Regions from separate parts of the Mustela erminea genome. Here region 2 is linked to region 1. A link is a contact called in public Hi-C data. All regions are on one chromosome and are shown on one strand. Each heading gives the region's core, a stretch centred on a gene start, on an enhancer-like site or on the middle of the called end of the contact. The rest is flanking DNA. Distances are from core to core; before and after follow the strand shown.

Region 1 (5,978 bases), core at 1,998-4,497:
CCCACCTAACCTTTCCGGATCTTGGTTTCATCTACAAAACTGGACATCTACAAAAGTGGACCAGGTGTTTTTCAGATTGCACTCCAAGAACACCTGAACCCCTACCTCTATTTTAACTGTAGCAGGTTCACGTTTTTCGGATTTCTCCATCAGTGCTCTAGCCACTACTTTCTTTGAAAAAACAAATCTGATTTTTAAAATGTTGGATAACCATTAAAATAAGTGATCACTAGACACCATTTCAGTTTAACAATTCTGTCTTCTGTAATGTTTCATATGCACACTTCTGACCTGTTTCTTTTCACCATGTCTGGAATTCCACGGAGACACATTAAAAGGCAAACTGTTTCATGCAGGCCTAAAGAATAAACCAAAACCCCGAAGGATTGCTTAATCTTTATCTATAAATGCCAATACAATGCAGCAAAATTTTTTTTCTAAGATTAGCAAAAAAAACAAAAAACAACCACAAACCCAAAAACTAGATTTGACCTTGTTACTTCTCAATTTAAGCTACTACCTTCCACAAAACAACAAAAAAATTGACCCTAGTTCTTTATCTTTTTTAAATTGAGATATAACTGACATAGGCTCTATTAGTTTCCAGTATGTAACATGATTCAATATTTGTATAAATTACAAAAATGATCATAGAATAAGTGTGGTTAACGTCTGTCACCATACATAATTACAGATTTTTTTTTTCTTGTGATGAGAACTGGTAAAATTTACTCTCTTGGCCTATGAAGGAAATGGAATGTAGGAGGAATTTAATTTCCAAATTCCATGACAATGACATTTAAGGCTTTTCTGCAACCTGACCCCTTTTTAAGTATTCCTTTCAGCTTCAATGCCTTGGGTTCTCCCTATTACCCAGGACACTTCTTGCCGCTTGACAGCTTAGTTTCTAAACATGCCATACACTTTCACAATTAGAGACTAGCTCATGCTGTAACCTCTGCCTCAAGACAGTCTTGCCCTCTTATTCCTACCCTTCAAATCCATCAAGGTCAGAATCAACTTGAATCAACAAAATAAAGGTGAATTTAGGATACAGGCAGGGATTCTGATTTCTACTAGGCTAATATTAAGAACCCAACTGGTAAATACCAACAAATGCTGAAATGAATTATGTTAAAATAATGATTACAAACATTAGAAACTAAGCATCATCTATATTTGGCTTCTAATGTTCTTAACAGATTTAATATCCTCATTACAATAGATATCCTGGCATCTCTTGGGCCTTCACAAAATTTGTAAGGCTAAGAGTCATATTTGCCACTTTTAAAAAATCATTCACAGGGCACCTGGGTGGCTCAGTGAGATAAAGCCTCTGCCTTGGGCTCAGGTCATGATCCCAGGATCCTGTGATCCAGCCCCACATCAGGCTCTCTGCTCCTGGGAGAGCCTGCTTCCTCCTCTATTTCTCTGCCTGCCTCTCTGCCTACTTGTGATCTCTGTTAAATAAAATCTTAAAAAAGAATCATTCACTAACAAAATAATGCATACCCAGAAAATCAAGAAAAGACAATCCTTGCATCACTGTTAAACATGGGTTTACAATACTCCAAAAGACTTGCAATCTCTCCTTAAAAAAACATGTGCTAGTTCCTTTACACAGAAGACCGTTTAAAAGGAAAAACAACAATTTATATCAAGTTTACAAGGACAAACACTGCTCAGAAATATCTTTATGAATGTTCAGGACAGGAACACAAAATGTACTACACTGTTCACTCTACACCCTCGTAAACAATGACCACTAGAAGTAAAGCATGTAATATTGACAAGTATGGCTGATCCAAAGGATAGCCGGCTCAAGACATCACTTTTATGGGGGAAAAAAAAAAATTCAACCTCTGATACTCAGGATAAACGGTATTCATGTTTGAAAAGCGTCAGCTGAAAAACCACATAGTGGCTGAACTGATTTATATAGTCCAGTGAATTTCCATTAACAATTTGGACAAAACAGGTCAGTCTAACAACTGTTTGAAAAGTACTAGTGTAGTTTTGTTCTCTTACAAAAACAGGGCCTTTTTCATGACTTTCGACGGTTCTCACCTAAAATACTATCAAGTTCTCACTAACATTCAGATCCCAATGATCAGGGAATAAATATCCTAGAAACGATCGTTTTTCACTTGAATCTCCCGCATACTAAAAATGCTACGACTTTAGCATGAACGCGGCTTTCAGGTCGCACTGGCTGCTGCCTGTGTGAAGGCCTTGGAAGCTTCCCTCCAAGCGGGGCCAACTCTAGCATGCTGTCGTCTTTCTGAAAGTGGAGCTGGCGGAACCCCCCCCCCCCCCCACACACACACCATCTAAAGGTGTTCGTTTAAATCCGTCTGACACCTGCTCCCTTTCCAACACCACAAGCAGGCTCCGAACGCCAGAGCGGCAGCCGCAGCAGCAATGACAGAGCCTGCGGCCGAACTGGGTCAGGATTACGGTTACACTTGTGTTGCATATTTACACCCTTTTGTCTACAAACTTGAGCGCTAACTTAAGTTCCCTTCAAGGCAACGTGCTCGCTGGGCCGCAGAAATCAAAGCAATTTTCCTGAGACGGGAAGGGCACAATCCGTGCAGCTCGCGGGCTACACCAGGCTTCCCCAGACCGCGCACTCCGCGGCCTCGGCTTCTCGCCGGCGAAAGGGTCGTTCGGGGCAACTCGCCGGCGCTCAGGCCGGGTTACGAGGGTTTTTTAAAGCGGACCTGGGCCCCTCCTTGTCCACCTCCCCTACTAACCCCGGACGCCTTCGGGCCTAGGGTCACATTACGTAAACAGCCCCGGCCCCAGCTCTCCCGGGTCGGCCCCCGCCCCCGCGCCAGGGCGCCCGTCCCCTCCCCCCCGCGCCCCGCACCCCGCGCCCCCCCCACGGTCCGCCCCCAGCTTATTAGCCTCGTCCGCTGTCCCCTCACCTTCGCCCCCACCCCCGGCATCCCCCGCCCCATCAACCCTCTGGGCCCGGCCCGGTGTGTCCTGAGCGGCCGCGCAGGCTGCCCCGCCGGCGCTAGGCCCCGCGCTCCGCTGGGGCGGGCCGCCTCACCGTTCTGCTGGTGCGGCGCCGGGCCCGGGCCTGCGGGCGTGGCGGCTCCTGAGGCTGTGGCTCCGCCAAGCTTGGGCGAGATCCGGGCGCTGGCGGCCGGATGAGGGGACTCGGCGGGGGCCGACATGACGGCGCGGCTGGCGGCGGCGGCTCCGCTTCGGGGAGGTGGGCGGAGGGAAGGGAAGGCGGGGCCGGAGAGGCGAAAGGAAGAGGAAGGAACGCGCCCCGCGTCACCGAGGGAGTCGCCCGGGACCGCGGCCGGGCGTGCCGGCGCTGCACCGCGGAGCCAAGCTGGGCCGCCGCGAGTGCCGCGATCTGGCCTCTGGCCCCTGACGCCTGGTCAGTCCCGCCCGGCGGTGCTGCGCGCTCCCAACGCTGAGTGCGAGGTTCTAGCCTCGGGTCGGTCCCCGCACCGCGGGCCTCGGGCCGCCGCTGCAGCGCCCCCTGCCGGCGGAAGCCCGGCGCTTTCAGGCCCAAGGCGGAGCGGCGGGGCCGCGGCCTCACTGCCAACTTGGCGACAACGGCTCCGGCCTCGGCATAGCCAGGGTCGCTGTGAGGCGGGGGGGATGGACCCCGGTAGGAGAAGGAAACCTGGGCCGGCTCCCACCGGTGCGGAGGCTGGGCGCGCGGCGAGCCTGGCGCGACGTTGCTGGGAGGGGGATCCGAGAGCCGCGGGGTGACATCCGGAGCCCGGGGGCCACGCTGCACCGGACTGACCCCACCCACCCGTCCTCCCTTCCCCCGAAAGAGAACTCTGGATTCGGTTTTGGTTTTTAATCCTGAATTTACCCCCCTTACTTTTAACTAAAGGAAATAGGAGTTTCAGGGTCCCTGAATTCCCAGGGAATTCTAACCCTCGGCAGAGGAGAAGGAAACATTTCTCTTTGATAAGCACAAGAATCGAGATAATATTCTAAACTTTTCCCGCCGAGTTAAACCTGGAGAAAAGGGAAGGAGAAAACAGTAAGAGAAACTGGAGGACAAGCTTTATCTTTATGATATTTGCCAAGGGTAGCTTCATTCTTTTGATGTTTAGGAAAGAAGCTCCAGCATCCGAAGCAAAAATTCAGTTTGCTTCCTCTACATTGAAATTTTTGAATCCCTGACCTGTCCCAGCGTGCTAACAGGCAAGCAAGTCTTGGACTACATTAGCCAAGTCGTCTCGCCATCTTGGAATTCTGAGTATGCTACCATCACTCTGTATTCGAAATGAAATTGCTCAGAAACATCATTGAACTCGAAATGGGATCTAGCAAGATATTTCTGGAGTGATAAGTCTAATTTACTGAATTAATTACGGAGATCGTGTAGTGTGTTCCGAAATAATGCAAAGCTTGCCTCTCCTCATTGCCATAAATTAATGGTACTTGGTGCTTTAATGACCCAAATGGACTACAAATAGGATTTCAGTGGTTGGGTTTGTACTTTTGGGTTTTAGGATTTTCAACGATATATCACACTCCACTGAGACAAAAGGGGGAAGCTGTTTTCCAACACTTTTCCAGGAGTTTTTTGAAAAAAGGTTCAGAAGAAAAACTCCTGGATAAGGGCTACCATTATGAGGGTAAGGGAATAAATAACGAGGCAATTGGTATTGGGCCCCTGAATGTATTTCCTGGGTCTAGGAATCCCATTTTCATCACAGGTATATGGAATGAAGGTGAGCCCTGTTACTTTAGGGGTGACTCCTAACGAGGTGGGCTGGGACCATATGTTTCCGCAGATCTTCCCCACAGTCTTTACAACCTAAATTGCTTCCACTTTGTCCACTAATTCACTGTAGTTTTTTCTAGTATGGTTATAAGAATCTTTTGCATGTCAGATCCTACAACCTTTTAAAAAATGTTATTTCACTCCATTACTTTAAGTTCCATGACTGCCATCAATGGAGAAAAATAGGGAAAAGAGGAAGGATTGAATGAATACTTAACCATGTACCAGGCACTGTACTAGTCACTTGAACATTTCGTCCTCACAATAACTCTACAGGATATTTTTCTTATCTCCACTTTACCAGAAGAAACTAAGGCTTAATAGAGTTCAAGTTATCTTAGTAAAAATCATGAACCAGTAGCAGAACCAGAGACCAAACCAAGGTCTATTTAGCTCCACAATCTTTGTTCTTTCACTACAAATTCTGCTGGGTTCCTTTACGTTTTTCTTCATAAAGCTATGCTAATTATGATGTACTATTTTGCTTGTCAAAGGATTTTCAGTTTTACATATTTAAAATTTGTTCCAGTATTCTTTAGAATGGTGGATCTCAAAATGTTTGAAATGCAAATTATTAGGTCCCACCCAGGACCTACTGAACTCTGGACAGGGCACCCAACAGCAGTCTCTCCTGGTGATTCTGACACACAGGAGAACAGGAGAAACACTGCTTTTGAGCAGCAAAGTTAAGCTGAATTGGTTCGTTGTTTTATTTAACATTAAGAGGTGATGCTCTTTTTCTTCAGGACATCTCTTCAAATTTTTTTTAAAGCAATCATTAAAAGTCACAGTTTTTAGATGTGCGAATACACATCTAAATACAGAAATGCCAAATGTAGTAGGGCCTGTGTCAGTTCTGAAATGATGGGCAGTTTGGAGGCAAATGCTGACTCCAAGTCTGTGTTCAGTGGGAAAGTGCTATAATTGAAATTAAGCCCTTCTGCAGGTACAGGAGGGACGTTTTTGCTGAGTGTGAAGTTCTGACACATGCACCACTATTTGTCACCCCTAACTTGGGAGTCCTATTCTCTATAACAGAAGGTGCAAGAGATTTCACAACTAAAGACCAGTGTGTATCTCAGAAGATGATAGTCCAATTCTTTCTGTATCTTCCTCAGACAGTTTTTGTTTGTTTTTTTTTTAATTCTCTAGTTTTTAAATCCTGTTTGACCTGTTTGACTTTGTGGAATACCTTTTCTCTCTATTT
Region 2 (5,978 bases), core at 2,067-4,566, 340 kb before region 1:
ATTTAACATTTTACTTAGAATTTTAGGTCATGTAAGCTTTCCAGTAAGAGCTTTACATAAACTAAAAAACACATTATAGCAGTTATAGAATTTGCTAATAAATATTTATTTTAAAATAAATGTTAAATATTAAATAATTGGCTTTTAGAAATCAGTTAAGTTCAACATCTAAAGTACAAAACACCTGAATTTAAGAGCTTCACTAGTGATACAACAGGGGATTCTCAAGTGCTAAGTAGCACTGTCCTAAGGAAGGTCATTCACTTATAAAACCAAAGATCCTAGTTATCCTAAGCTTGACTCACCTTCTGCAGTTTTTTAAAGGAAGATGCCTTCATATTTTCTGACAATTTAACAGAAAAATACTATTAGTTGTATTAAGGAATAAGCAATTAAGATCAAAAATAACCTCATGAATTCATATGTAATTATAAAAACAAAGTTATATGGGAATATTTAGGAAAGGTAAGAAGTGAGTTTCCAAGAGAAAATGAAGTTTTTGTTTTTAAAACTTTTAATTCCACACTACTCCTGTGGCATCATCATAATCAAAACAAAGTACCTTAATCCTGTAGCACTTATCCAAATGGCAATCATTTCTAAAACCTTCCAAAAAAGGAAGTCACTCTTATAGGGTCTTTTCTTTTCAATATTTGGAAATACATCCTCCTCTCTTGATTCTCCTTTATGGTCCAATCATAGCAATATTCTGTCCAATTTAATGAAGCAGGAAGTCTAATTAAATCAGGACTTAGCTCCAGAAAAAGCAAATGGTAACCTTCGAATGAGATCACTGGGTAATAATTAATTAATTAATTTAATCTAATTAAAAAGGATACAAAATCTCTAAGTTGTCCAAATATTTCATCCACTTTACCAATCTGTTCTTTGTTCTCTAAATAAACTGGAGCATTGAAATAAGGCACCTTATTTTCATCTGTAGTACATTTACAAACTATGTCATCTTCACAGGGATGCAGGAACTCTCCTAATACTGAAATAGGACAAGAAAATGTTAAAATATAAAACAATTTCAAATGATATTGACTAACATCATCTGGAAGCTTTCTTCTTGGGTACCTGGGATTTCACTTTATCTGTTCTCCTCTGAGGCCAAAAAGAAAAAAAAAAAAAAGCCCAAAACTCCACACTAGCTATGTGAACTGCGGTAAGATTCTTATCTCTCTGTTTCAGTGTCCCTGTCTTTAATAAGGACTAATAACAGTACCAACACCTAACATACAGTATTATGAGGAATAAACACAATAATAAATGTCAAGTGCTAAGAAAAATGCCTGGCACATTAAGACCAACCTGTAACAGGTGTTTTATTATAATAATAACTATTATATTAAACACCATGCTTACACTCTACTGTCTCTTTTCATTTCCACAGTCCCTAACCGTAAATCAAGTCTTTGTTCTTTTTCTCCTCCCCTTTTATAACTTCCCATTACCGCCTCTACATCAATGACTCTTCACTCATTTTCAGAGAAGTGTGGGATCTCAAAATAACATTATTTCTGACTATCACCCCATACAAAAATACTCATCACCTGCAAAACCAATTCTTCATCCCTATCACCCAAGCTCAAAACCTGGAACCTTTTATTCCCAAGAATTATCCAAGTTCTACTGAATTTGTTTCCACTGGAATCTCTCTCCCATCAAACCCTTCCTTTTTTTCCCCTCACTTCCATCCCCCTCACAGTGCACCACGCCTGGATCATTGCATGCTGGGGGGCTAGGACCTATGACTCTACCTTTTGCACTCTTGAAACCATGTTGCACAACTGCTTTTGAGGCCCAACCTCGTCTTTATATTAAACTCTCTTCATCATTTCTCCTTTTTGATGTAGGTTTCTCCTGTCCAATCTGTGTCACATTCCACGGCTTCCATCCCACCTCATTGATAATTACTTCAAAACTACTCTAATTAGGTCTTTTTCTTGGCTTCCCTTCTATAGTTTCCGTTCCAAGCAATTTATTTCACACTTCTCTTACTTATGAACAGCAACTGAGAGCATGGGCTTTGGAGTCAGAAAAGCTTTGTATCTCAAACTGACCACTTTATTACTATGATCCCAGAGTTAAAGAAACCTAACTCTGAATCACAGTTTTCTTACCTGTAAAACGGGAACAACAGGAGTAAATACACAATACTACCTACTTAATAACTTCGTTTTCAGCCCAAGCTCAATTTCCACCTCCACGTACGCATTCTACGTGTTCTTTCACGTGTTCTTTCATGCTTTCGTGCTTTCTTCATCTTCCCTTTCTCATCACAGCAATAAAGCATTATTTTAAGTCAGTTTACAGCATCTCCAGAACTGACTCCCCAACCAAGCAGCAACTTCCGTAGGAGAGCTGCTAGAGGTATCTTTCAGCATGTAACCCCCGAACTTAAACCCATAACCTCCGCCCCAAGCAGGCTAAGATTTAAGGCGACATACAAACTACATGTTCCGGAGGTCCTTGGTCTTGGCCTTTGTTAAAGCCTCCGCGGCCACCTCCTCGTCCAAATCCTCCTCGGCCGCCACCGCCGCCTCTGAAATTCCCGCCTCCGCCTCGGAAATGGTTGTTGCTGCCGCCGCGATTGAAACCGCCACCTCGATTAAAGCCCCCCCGGCCTCCTCCTCGAAAAGACATGCTTACTTTACCTGTTGAGAAAAAAAAAAAAAAAAAGTGCGTACCACTGGGTCACTGTGCCGTCTGGGTGCACCACCTAACCCCCTCTGAGCCACGCTCAGAACACCATACGGGGGGACAATAATAAATACAGCAACCTTGCCACCTCACGCACGACCAAGTCGCTAGAGATGAACCTAAAGGGTGAGGAGAGTCACCTCCCCAGAGCCTGTGCGCGCTGACCGGACCACTCAGCAGCCTCGGCGTCCCCGCTTAGTACCTCCTCCCAGAGCAGGCAGGAAGGTCTTCACAACGCATTCCCTTCCTCCCCCCAACCCTCCCTCAGCTGGGTTCCGCATCCAGCCATTTTCGGACCCTTCTGCTCCCTACTCCAACTCACCGACGCCACGTGCACCTCCAGCCCCGCTGAGCACGCCCACCTGCCCTGTACTTCCGCTACACACGAGCCTCCTCGGCCACCGTACCCGCACACACTGAGGGCGAAGCGAGGAGGGGTGTGGTGCGGTGGGAAACGGCAAGAAACTCGGAGGACTGGTTTACAAAAAGCCAATCACCGGCAGAACCCCGGGCGCCGTCGCCTTTCAGAACAGCCTTTTCCGCTGGAAGAGCAGCAATACTATCTGATCCAACCCCAGTTCACGACAGGTCAACTTGCCTTCACCTACGTAGGAAGTGACGTATAATAGTGGCGTCCTTTGAATGCAAAGAAGTTGCAGGAAGTACCATCCCGCTGTTGCCCTGGGAGATGGCTGGCGTTAGTGATCCGCCGCCTCTCCCGGGAGCCTGCGGGTTCTAAGTGGCGGGGGACTGGCCGTGAGCCCTGGCTTTTCAGGCCGTGAAATGGTCTCCTCGTTCGTCAATTCATTGCCAGCCGCAGCAACTCTGCAGCCCACATCTCTGAGGAATTTTCAGCTGCGCTCTGCCCAAAGGTGGATCTGGTGGCATTGCAACCCCGTGCAAGGTCTTCCTGCGTTCTTGGGAGCGCTTGTTTCTCCCGGACCTTTTGAAGTATGTACGATTGTGAGCTGACTGCGCCTGTCCTCTCCTACGGTTTCATCAGTTAAAGGAAGAAAAGCTCGGTGTATGTGTTTCTTAAAAATATTTTTTTCTTTAAAAGTATATTTTATGTCATTGGGGAGGGTATGTGCTTTGGTGAGTGCTGTGAAGTGTGTAAACCTGGCGATTCACAGACCTGTACCCCTGGTGATAAAAATATATGTTTATAAAAAAATAAAAATTTTTTTAAAAGTATAATTTGTGACAAAAGCCAAATATTTTTATCTTTTGCACCAAAAGGTTTATTGTCAAGTTGTTTTTGTTTTTGTTTTTAACATGCTTTAGTTAAATAATCTCTACACCCAACGTGGGGCTCCAACACACAACCGGGAGATGGAGCGTGGCAGGCTCTTCCAACTGAACTAGCCTGGAACCCCTGTCCAGTACACTTAGCACTGACAGACTCTGGGCCGTCTGTGCTGCAAGCCCCTCTTCCCCTTTAAGCCCTTGATATCTAATTTCAGCTTCCAGTGTAATTTCTTTTCCAAAGAAAGCTAGTGAACCATTTATTAAATTTGGGTGGTATCTTTTTTTTTTTAAGATTTTATTTATTTATTTGACAGACAGAGATCACAAGTAGGCAGAGAGGCTGGCAGACAGAGAGGAGGAAGCAGGCTCCCTCCTGAGCAGAGAGCCTGATGGGGGGCTGGATCTCAGGACCCTGGGATCATGACCTGAGCCGAAGGAAGAGTCTTTAACACACTGAGCCATCCAGGGGCCTCTGGATGGTATCTTTTACACCAGAATTGTCTGAGACCTTACCTTGGTATTTGACACAGTCGAATACTGTGCCTCTGAAAGGGCAGAGATTGGTACCTACTTCAGAGGCTAATTTTGATTTGGATACAACGTTGTAAACTTCACTATGAAATGCTAGAAATCACAATGTCTTCTACACTAATACATAAACTTCTTGAGAAAGCCCCTAACAATCCTATGTATGAAAGGAACTTAATAAGTATATTTTTTATTCAGATTTGGTAAATGTACTTTAAATTCTGTAGATCATATAGAAAATTACTCTTGACTGCCTTGCTCTATTTTGAGAGAGTAATACTTAGGATCGTATCTTGAAGTTGTTTAATATCTAAGGTTAGATTATCACCATAATGGTTAGTAATATGTCGGCGAATTTTGCTCCAAGATACTTATGATTCATTATAGGCATGGGGAGTAACTCAGAAAGAAGAAACATTCCAATCACATAAAATATGAAGTCTAAGCTTTATATTCTGAAGATCATCTCCTATATATATCATGGCTGTTTCTAAATCAGAGACACGTTCATCTAATTTTTGATCTATGAACGTCTGTTGATTCCAGGCCTTGCTAGCATTCTCATGCCATTTCTGTACAAATTGTGTAGTCTGTACAGTTTGATGCAAGGCCATTCCTGCAGTGGTAGCTGTAGCAGTATGGCTGTAATTCCTAGAATAGCTGTTGTAAGTAACCCAACAAATCTTTTTGTTCTATGAACCCAATTCTTCAATACTGTTAAAAGTATATGTACGTCTGGAGAACTTTCCCAAACATGGTGGTGTTTCACCGGCAGCCAAATCCCTATTCTTCTTCTAGCTAAAAGAATGACAGAATTGTCTTTATAAACATTCCTATCTACACAGGTGAACATCTTACAGTTTAGACAGTCTATTTCTCTATTACTATGAATAAAAGTCATTTTGCCAATAACAAAAACATAGGGATCTCTAACACAAGCTCTTACCCATTCTTCATCCATGAGGAAAAAAGAAAATGCATAATTATTAGACTGATGAATGTAAGAGCCATTCCAAACTCTTACATGACTTAAAGCAGTAGTAACCTTCCATAAATTCTTTTGTCTTTTATGATAATCAACAAAAGGAGATGGCATAGAAAGTCCTTGCCCAAGCCACACCAGAGGTGCATCTCCTGAAGCTAAGGTTTGCAGTAAAATGGGATCATCAAAAACTTGCCATTTTAACTTCCGATGAGTGGAGCAGGGTTCCCCAGTGCAATTGGTGACTGCCATCCCCATAGGGGACCAGTCCCATACAATTCCGTAGGAATCATTAATAACAATACTGGGGTGAGCTGCTCTACAATCCTTCCATAAAGGGCGAATTCCCTCATCTGACCACATCTGTGTTGGTTTGCATTTGGGAATAGGGGGTGCTGCGTTATAGCTAGGACCCTGGTATTTGTAGGCTTGGAATCCTTTAACGGAGAGTAAATGTAACTGAGCTTTAGTCAAATAACTATTAGTAGGAAGGTCCACCAACCATCTCTGATCA

Evidence for each region. A called contact is a pair of places that touch in the nucleus more often than the background predicts.
Region 2: a contact with region 1 is called in a Hi-C map of spleen, with 6 times the contacts expected there. The contact joins the promoter of GAR1 here to the promoter of SEC24B in region 1. A contact is called at or near these places in 2 of 3 Hi-C or Micro-C datasets (fibroblasts and spleen).

What each region holds. Positions count from the first base shown.
Region 1 is chr2:66,373,499-66,379,476 of mMusErm1.Pri, reverse strand. It overlaps SEC24B (protein transport protein Sec24B), which reads right to left and starts at 3,247. Exons shown (of 23, transcript XM_032333128.1): 1 at 3,059-3,247. The coding sequence starts at 3,185.
Region 2 is chr2:66,709,026-66,715,003 of mMusErm1.Pri, reverse strand. GAR1 (H/ACA ribonucleoprotein complex subunit 1) reads right to left here and starts at 3,316. Exons shown (of 7, transcript XM_032333144.1): 1 at 3,114-3,316; 2 at 2,454-2,660; 3 at 840-994; 4 at 306-365. The coding sequence starts at 2,649.